Linked DNA regions of Oryctolagus cuniculus: regions 1 and 2 are each linked to region 3. The links are chromatin contacts, called in public Hi-C and Micro-C maps. All regions are on one chromosome and are shown on one strand. The core of a region is the stretch at or near the end of the contact, and the rest is flanking DNA. Distances in the headings are between cores, read along the strand shown. Region 1 has its middle 18 kb from the start of CIPC. Region 2 holds the start of IRF2BPL (interferon regulatory factor 2 binding protein like). Region 3 has its middle 60 kb from the start of LRRC74A.

Region 1 (2,700 bases), core at 24-2,523, 110 kb after region 3:
TTTGTGATTTGGGAATTGCACGCCTCTGGGCTCTCTGCGCATGTAGCTGTAAATGAGATTTGGCTGGGCTGGCATTTGGCTCGCCTTTTATCAGGATACTTGAACCACAAGTTCAACTGCAAAGTGGGCGGACTTGGGTGGCCTCGGGCGGAGAGTGGGGTCCTTGGTTGCTCCCCTGGAGGACAGTCTTGTGACCCTTCCCCGGTTACCCGTGTCTAACTCTCGGACTGCAGGCTGAGGCCAGGGGGCTGCAGAGTGGCCAGAGGTGGACTGGACAGGGGCTGGGCCACCCTGGCCTTGCGGGCACACAAAGCAGTTCAGCACTGCGTGGTCTGCCATGACCAGGAAGCCCAGCCAGGGGGTCCTCTGTCCCGGGAACCCTCAGGGAGGAGCAGGCCGCCATGTGTGCAAGCTGGCCGGGGTGAGAGGACGGGCTGCGGCGGTGGGGGGAGCTGCAGCCTGGCCACCTGCTCTAGATGGTGTTTTGATTTCCAGGCAGCACCAATCAGACAGGAAATGCGTGGCTGGGGAAGTGCCCTAGGCCTCCAGGCCAGGAAAGAAACCCAGGAGGAAACGCCTCCTTCTCCTCGTTTGCATTTGCAAAGGGCTTGAGGAGCCAGTTACCCCAGAGATCCTGGCTCAGGAGGGAGATGCTTTGCCCCGACAGGGGGCGCTTGAAGGTCCTCTTTAGACAAATGCATAAAAGACCCTGGCAGCAGGAAGCAGGTGTGGTCCTGCTGGAGAGGGTAATGGGAGGAGGAAACGCTGCTCCCCTCCCCGCCCTGCTCCCCGGCTGGGTCCAGACAGGCTGGGTGTGGCTGCTTCTGTTTGTTGGAGGTGTGTGCTAGCCCAGCAGTAAATCAAAGGTGCTGACAACCACGCTCAGAGTCAGAAGGCATTTATAGGATACCTACTGTGTGCCAGACACTGCCTGAGGCCCCTTCCCACGCGGCAGCTCTCTGTGAAGGCGCCCAGGTTTGCAGGGCCCGCCTTCTGTCCCTCTGTCTGCCAATATGGACTGACGGTTTGCTCGGGCTCAGTGCACTGGGACACAGCGGTGAGCAGGATACACGCGGTCTCCTCCGGGCAACCACGTGGGGAAGAGAGAAATAATCAAAGTTCCAGACGAAATGTCGAGTGCTATTCATTTATTTATTTTGGTGACGGATAACTTCCTCGGGCCAGCATGGTGGTGCTGTGGGTTGTGCCGTGGGTTAAGCCGTTACTTGAGTCACTGGCATCCCATATCAGAGTGCCAGTTCAAGTCCTGGCTGCTCTGCTGCTGATCCAGTTGTCTGCTAATGCTCCCGGGAAGGCAGCAGAGGCTGGCCCACGCACGCGGATCCCTGCCACTCACGTCGGAGGCTGGGATGGAGTTCCGGGCTCCTGGCCCCAGCCTGGCCCAGCTCCTGCTATTGCAGGTATTTGAGGAGTGCACCAGTGGCTGGGAGATCTGTTGCTCTCTCTCTCTCTCTCTCTCCCTCTTCCTCTCCCTTTCTCTCTGTCAGTCTTTCAAATAAATAAATCAATCTTCCAACAACAACAAAAAGACTTCCTTCCTTTCTTCAAGGGGGCGTTAGCGGGCGTGTGGCGAGGAGGAACAAAGAAGAAGCACAGTGGCTGGAGACATCTACACTGACCTTGCCCTCAGCTACTGGGGGCAGCGCTGCCACCGCAGGGTCAAACACCCACACCCCAGAGCAGAGGGCCGGACTGGCGTGCCCGCTCGGCTTCCTGCTAATGCTACCCTGGGACGCTGCAGGTGAGGGCTCCAGAATTAGGGCCCCTGCCGCCCACATAGAGACCCAGATGGAGTTCCTGGCTCCTGGCTTTCCCCACCCCGAACCCCACCTGTGTTGCAGGCACTTGTGTTCCTTTCCCAGACACATAGGCAGGAAGCTGGATGGAGTGAAGGTGTGGGTATATGTGCTCCTGTAAGGGATTTAGATGTCCCTGGTGGCCACTTAACTGGCTGCACCACCTTGTCCGCCCTGGGGAGCTTTATTTGACATAGCTACACCCCTCCAGGCCCTCAGCCTCCCTGGGCTCCTTCCCGTGTGAACCTCATCCCCCGCCAGCTCCCAGTGCCCCGGTGCCATGTCTCCTGGACAACTCGGCTGCAGGACACAGACTCTGATCAGAAAGGAAGGCCATGGGCGTGAGATCAGCCCCTTAGAAGTGGCAGGGCCCTGGGTGTGGGGCCTGGTAAAGTCCAGCTCGCCTGTCCAGGGCGGCTCCTCGCAGAGCAAACACTCAGAGACCTTGGAGGGGGCGCCTCTTCCAGGAAGCAAGACACAGACTGGGGCCCCGGAGAAGGCCCTGGCGGCGAGGGAGGGAAGGGGGCAACGGACAGAGAAGAGAGGCAGTCCTCCCCTCCCTCCCTCACTCCCTCCCCCCTCTCTTGTTATTTATTTAGTTGAAAGAGCAACAGAGATAGAGAGAGAGAGAGAGAGAGAGAGAGAGAGAGAGAATCTTCCACCCACCTGTTTACTTCCCAAATGTCTGCAATAGACAGGGCTGACCAGGCTGACGCCAGAGCCGGAAATTCCACCCAGACCTCCCACGTGGATGGCAGGGCCCAAGCACTTGGACCGTCTTCTGCTGTTTTCCCGGGCACTTTAGCAGGAAGCTGGATCAGAAGCGGAGCAGCCGGGACTCAAACAGAGGCTCCAATATGGCATGCCATCGTCTCAAGCGGTG
Region 2 (2,700 bases), core at 14-2,513, 79 kb after region 3:
GCTGGAGGCGTCGACGTGGTTGAGCTGCTGCTGTTGCTGCTGTTGCTGCTGCTGCTGTTGCTGCTGCGCGGCCGCCGCCGCAGCTGCCGCCGCCGCCGCCGCCGCCTCCTTGGCCGACAGGGCCACCGTCTTGACCCCGACGGGCGGCGGCGGCCCCGGGGAGCGGCCGTCCTGGAAGCAGCCGTGCGCCCGCTTCAGCTGGCGCGCCGTCTCGATCACGAACTCGATGCGGTCGGCGCCCTCGTAGTTGACGCATCCGCGGCATACGGGTTCCGAGAAGTCCCAGATCATGGCCCAGGGCATGCGAGGCAGGTCGCACAGGTAGCAGGATTGTCTCCGGGACGAGGACACCTGCGCCGCCGACATGATGCCGACCCTGGGGAAGGTAGGCCCCCGCCCGGGCTGGTTCCGCGGCGCCTTCTCCGGGAGGACGGGCTGGCCGGGGAGGGAGTCCGGCTGCGGGGGAGGGGGGAGGGGGGGCGAGAAAGTTCTGCCCCGGGGGCTGGAGGCAGCGCGAGTCTCCGCCGCGGGCGCTGCGCCTCTCCGTGGGGGCTCCACCGCCGGGGCGGCGGACACGCTCAGCCTGCTGCTCGCCCCCACCTCCTACTGCGGCGGTCGTGTCGGGAGAGGGGCGAGGGCGCCTTCTTCCTGGTGCCGCGGACCGAGGGTGGAAGCTCCGGGCCCGGGGGGAGGGGGCGAGGGTGCCCCGTGCTGGCCGTCGCTGCCTCTTGGCCCCCTCCCCGGCGCGGCCGCTGCGTGGAAGCTGCGAAGGGGCTGCCTCTTCCTTTCCCCCGGGGGGCCCCCCTGCGAGCCGCGTCCTCTCTCCCCGCCGGGCTCCCCGGGGCGAGGGCTCGAGGGCTGTGCCACCCGGTGCCCAGATCCAGTCTTGCTGAAGCCGCTGCTTCCCCGGAGGGCCGGGGCAGGGGGTGGCAGCCGGGCGAGGCGCTTCTCCCCTCCGCAGCGTCTGCCGTTCCGCGGGCGGCGGCTGGCTCTGTGCGCCGGAGGGAGCCGCCACGGCCACCGTTTCCAGGACGCACACGAGCCGAGGAGAGGGGCGCACGCACGCAGGCAGGCAGGCAGGCTCCCACCGCCCCCGGGCCGCCGCGGCTGGCGGCGCTCACGTCGGCTGCAGGGCGCTCGCGCGGCGCCTCGGCCCGGGTCGCATCCCTTCCCGCTCGCGCTCGCCCGGAATGTGGGGTTGTGATTGTTACTCTACGTTCCGGAGGCGCGTCTCGGCGCTCCTGCTCGGGCTGCGGCTCGCGCTGTCCCCGGCTTGGCCGCGCGGGATGCCGCCCGGGCGGAGCGCTGACGTCACCGCCATGCTCTGCACCAGTCCCCCCCCCCCCTTTACACTTCCTCTGTCTGTGGAGCCCACTTGTTGCTCTGGAAGGGCGCATGCGCGGCAGGACGCCCAGATTCCTCCCCGCCGGCCCCTCCTCCGCGCCGCCGCCCTCCCCTCCCCCTCGCCGTGTGTGTGTACGACCTCTGGGGCTGGGCGAGCTGAGGCTGCGAGTCCGGGGCTGGGGGTGGAAATGAAACAGACGATGACCTTTCCTCTCCCTGCTCGGCTTTCCCAAGTAGAAACGCCTGCAGGAACCGCAGGCGTGGTTGGCGATCCGCGTTCCCCTCCCCACCCCAGGCCCTCATTTAAATGTCCTGTTTCAGGATTTTCGCTGAGAATTTCACATAAGGTGTTACTCATTTCATCTGCGATCGAACCCCCACCCCACCCATTCCACCTGCAGTCGCCTCGCCCCTCCCTCCCTCCCTGCGCACGGGGAGCCGCCTCGGCACCACTGATGCCGAGGCACTTGTTAAATTAGCTGTTTTCCAGTCTTCCAGAAATCGCCTTTGCGATGTGTTCTTGTGCCCTGCTCTAGGAACCCGAGCTTCAGTGGTGGCGCTAAATGAATTCAGGGCGAGCCACCCCTCCCCCGAGCCGAACTATGAAAATTCTGGCTGAATGTCTGGAGAAACTACGAGCGCCCGGAGGCCTTTAAGGAAAACAGTCCGGTCCGCGGGCTGCGCACAGCTGCGCGGGAGGGCGGGGAGGGGAGGGGCCGGAGACCAAACAGGTGAGTGCCTTTTCCGGGTTTGTGAAAGCAGGTGGGGGCAGCATTTGGTAACGCTGAGAGCTTTTTTGAAGAGTAGGGCTGCAGCCTTCAAGGGCTCTCACGTGCTGCGATTTTATTCTGTAGTGCCCCAGAAGGCTGAGTAAGGCCATGATTTTTTTTTTCTTTTACAAGATCATTGCTCATCATTATTGCTTATTGCAGAAGAGATATGTCATAGCTCTAGTTAAGGCATTTCAATGGATTTTTTTTTCTAGTTATTAGGTCTGCTGTTTTTATTTCGTGAGAATTGCAATGGCCCTCCCTGCCCCCAAGCTTGGAGGAGGTGAGGCACTGTGATGAGAGTTCAGGGTCCAGAGTGTAGCCCACCTGGTTAGAATTTCCTGTCACTCACTGCCTTTGGCACTTTGAACTAGTTACTTACAGAACTCCAGTTTTCCATCTGTAGAATGGAGTGACAGCTGTCAACCTGGGGGATTCTTTGAGCTTCCAATGTGTTTCTCATCGTAAGCTTGCGGTTCAGACACTGCACTCGGGAGTTTACTTGCTTTGCCGTTAATATGCCCTCCATTGAGAGTGTATTATCTACATTATTAAGGTTCCATTATCTATGTTATTGGACCCTTCT
Region 3 (2,700 bases), core at 191-2,690:
TTTCCTCTTCTGCCCGTGGCTCCCCTGGGGACAGTTGGTGGCATTTGCTGTCAGCTGTGCCAACCAAAGCTTGACCACCAGCGGGAGGCAAGAGAAGAAAATGCGTAAGGCTGGGCCCTACAGAGCAGCATCCCTGGTTGGAATCTGGCCCTATTACTTACAATTTGCTTCCTAAGATCTGTGGCCCTCAGCGTTCCAATCTGGAAAATGGGGGCAACAATACCACCTCCCTGCCAGGGCTGTAGCCGGAGTGAAATGGATGGAGGCCACGCGCCGTGTGCATCCCTGTCAAGGCCACGTTCATGCAGGGAGCACCGATGGGACCCAGAGCTTGCCCCTCCGGCCTTCCCAGCTCCCGGGCTGCTTGCTCCGGTTTTACGGACTCACTTTGTCATTCCCCAGTCAACTCACAGAGCAGCTCTCGCCACCTCCTGGTGAAAACAAGAACCGCAGGCAATGGGGGCTGCCCAGCTTTGTCAGGTGGCTGCAGCAAGGGGCATGGACGCCACGCTGTGTTTTCTCCTGCCTGGACACTGCCTGCCTCTTGTGGCAATCCAGGGTGAGTGCTTAACACGGTGGTCAGGACGCTGCTGGGACCCTGCAACCCACGTCAGAGCGCCTGGGTTCGAGAACTGGCTCTGCTTCTAATTCCCACTTCCTGCTGACGTGCACCCTGGGAGGCGGCAGTGAGGGTTCAAGTACTTGGGTCCCTGCCATCCACGTGGGAGACCCAATGGGGTCCCGGGCTCCTGGCTTCAGCCTGGTGCAGCCGCAGCTGTTCTGAGGATTTGGGGAGTGAACTGGTTTCTGCCTCTCTCTGTCTCTGTCTCTCTGCCTTTCAAGTATTAAATAAAAAAATGTGCATCAGGGAGAGTGCCCGCCATGGGGAGTTCACACGATTAGGCTGCTGACAACTGCTCGGAGAGCTCTCTCTGTGTGCCATTTATTTTTATTTTTGTCATCTACTGCACTCCCTACCTCCCACACCCCTGACGCTGGGCCCTGCTGTTTACAGCATTTCAGGTGAAAACCAGCAGGCAGCACGGGGCCAACCTTGTCCTCACGGTCGGTGAGGACCCTGAGCGCAGGCAGGTTTTTCCCGTGAGGCTGGGGTGAGCTTTGCCGAGTCTCTGAGTCCGGGCCGGCCGCTGCCCGTCCCCTGAGGCCAGGTGTTGCCAGGCCCTAGCAACAGCTGCAGAATTACGGCCGAGAGTGCGCCTGGGATCTGGCCCCTGGGGAGGGCCCATTTAAAGAATCACACTTGAACCTGAGCCTAGCTGAGCTGGCGAGAGAGGTGGGGCGTGGGCTCCGGGCTGGCACGGGGCCTGTCTGTCCCTCCACCCTTTCCAGAACCCGTGACAAACAACCCTGCCTGGTGCTCCAGCTCTTGCCAAGCCCCGTCACATTAAAACCCTGGAAGACTCCGCGAGGAGTCCAGTTTCAGCCCAGCAGGCAGGGAAACCAAGGCAGCAGAAGCCCAGTGTGACCAAGGTCACACGCAGGGCTGGCCACCAGGCCCTGCGGCGGCCAGCACGGAGCTGCATGCTAGGCACGGAGTACTCAGACTCGCCGGGAGCCAAGGCTCCGTGCCGGGCACCAAGGAGAACAGACATGTCCCACCTGGCACCTGCAGCCGGGCCCAGCTCTTCCATCGGTGGGTTCCTCTTAGCCATCCCCTCTCTTCTGGGGAAACAGAGACCAAGGAGGGTCCCCAGAGGCCCTGGGCCAGTCAGCTCCAGGCCAGGCACTGGGCTCTGTAGCGAGCAGTCCAATTCCCAGCCAGCTGCCCGGAGCACCAGACATCAAAAACCTGGCAGGCCTTGGGAGAAGGGAAGATTAGATCACTACAGCAGAATGCAGGAAACCGAGAAACTGAGACAAAAGCCAGGAATGCCAGGGGCCAGCCTGCAAACCCCCCCAACGGAAGCAGGAAGGCCAGGCGTGTTGCAGGGAGGGCTGCTGGCCCCCCCACATGCGTGCAGGTCTCCGCTCGTGGGTCTCACCGGGAAGACGGGAACGCGAGCCTGTCTGGCCGTTCCGTGTCGTCCACGCACCCAACACGCGTGCGCAGGGTGCAAGGCCCCGGGAGCGCATGTGTGTGTTTACGTGCAGTCTGCAAACATGTTTTCACAAAGCTAGAGGAGAAGCGATCAGTCATCTCCGAGGAATCTTAGCAACAGCCGTCCCAGAACAGTCCCTGCCAGCTGGAGCAGGAGTGAGTCAGCAGAGGTGGCGGCGGGGCAGGCGAGCCGTGGGGCCTGCAGCGGCCTCGCCCTCCTCCCGGGAAGGCCTCCAGGCCCAGCCCGGCCTGGCCGCCTCGCCTGGGTCACTGCTTTGGCACGGGTGTTCGAGAACACATTCCTGGAACTGGCCAGCGCAGGCGGCCGGCCGCAGGGCTTTCCTTCCTCCTCTCCTCCCCCCCTTACCCCCCCCTTTCCTGCCCAACACCCGCCCTTTTATTTCCCCTTCTCGCTGCAGAACCAAAGCAGGGTTCAGGAGCCGCAGCCAAATGGCAGGGAAGAGCTGGCGGCGGCTGGGTCAGGATCCAGGAGCTGCCCAGGCGTGGGCAGACCAGGGAAGGAGAACACCTCCCTCCTGGCAGCAGCAGCGAGGGCCCCGCGAGGGGCTGCTGACCTCCGCTGATGTCCTACAGGGCAAAAGTGGCATCGCCCTGCGCCCCGACTTCACCTCGGGGATGGG

The links. A called contact is a pair of places that touch in the nucleus more often than the background predicts.
Region 1: a Hi-C map of skin fibroblasts shows a contact between it and region 3, with 6 times the contacts expected there. The contact joins two enhancer-like sites. A contact is called at or near these places in 3 of 6 Hi-C or Micro-C datasets (ear pinna, skin fibroblasts and an unstated tissue).
Region 2: a Micro-C map of ear pinna shows a contact between it and region 3, with 2.5 times the contacts expected there. The contact joins the promoter of IRF2BPL here to the enhancer-like site in region 3. A contact is called at or near these places in 4 of 6 Hi-C or Micro-C datasets (ear pinna, liver, skin fibroblasts and 1 more).

What each region holds. Positions count from the first base shown.
Region 1 is chr20:22,847,823-22,850,522 of mOryCun1.1, forward strand. No RefSeq gene overlaps it. Among named protein-coding and RNA genes, the nearest start is that of CIPC, 18 kb to the right of the region's middle. Within about 2 kb of position 1,274, at least 1 of the 8 cell types and tissues checked has an H3K27ac peak or open chromatin away from gene starts, as enhancers often do. A contact at or near this core is called in ear pinna, where this site is marked.
Region 2 is chr20:22,817,694-22,820,393 of mOryCun1.1, forward strand. It overlaps IRF2BPL (interferon regulatory factor 2 binding protein like), which reads right to left and starts at 1,264. Exons shown (of 1, transcript XM_008272001.3): 1 at 1-1,264. The coding sequence starts at 366.
Region 3 is chr20:22,738,326-22,741,025 of mOryCun1.1, forward strand. No RefSeq gene overlaps it. Among named protein-coding and RNA genes, the nearest start is that of LRRC74A, 60 kb to the left of the region's middle. Within about 2 kb of position 1,441, at least 7 of the 8 cell types and tissues checked have an H3K27ac peak or open chromatin away from gene starts, as enhancers often do. A contact at or near this core is called in ear pinna, where this site is marked.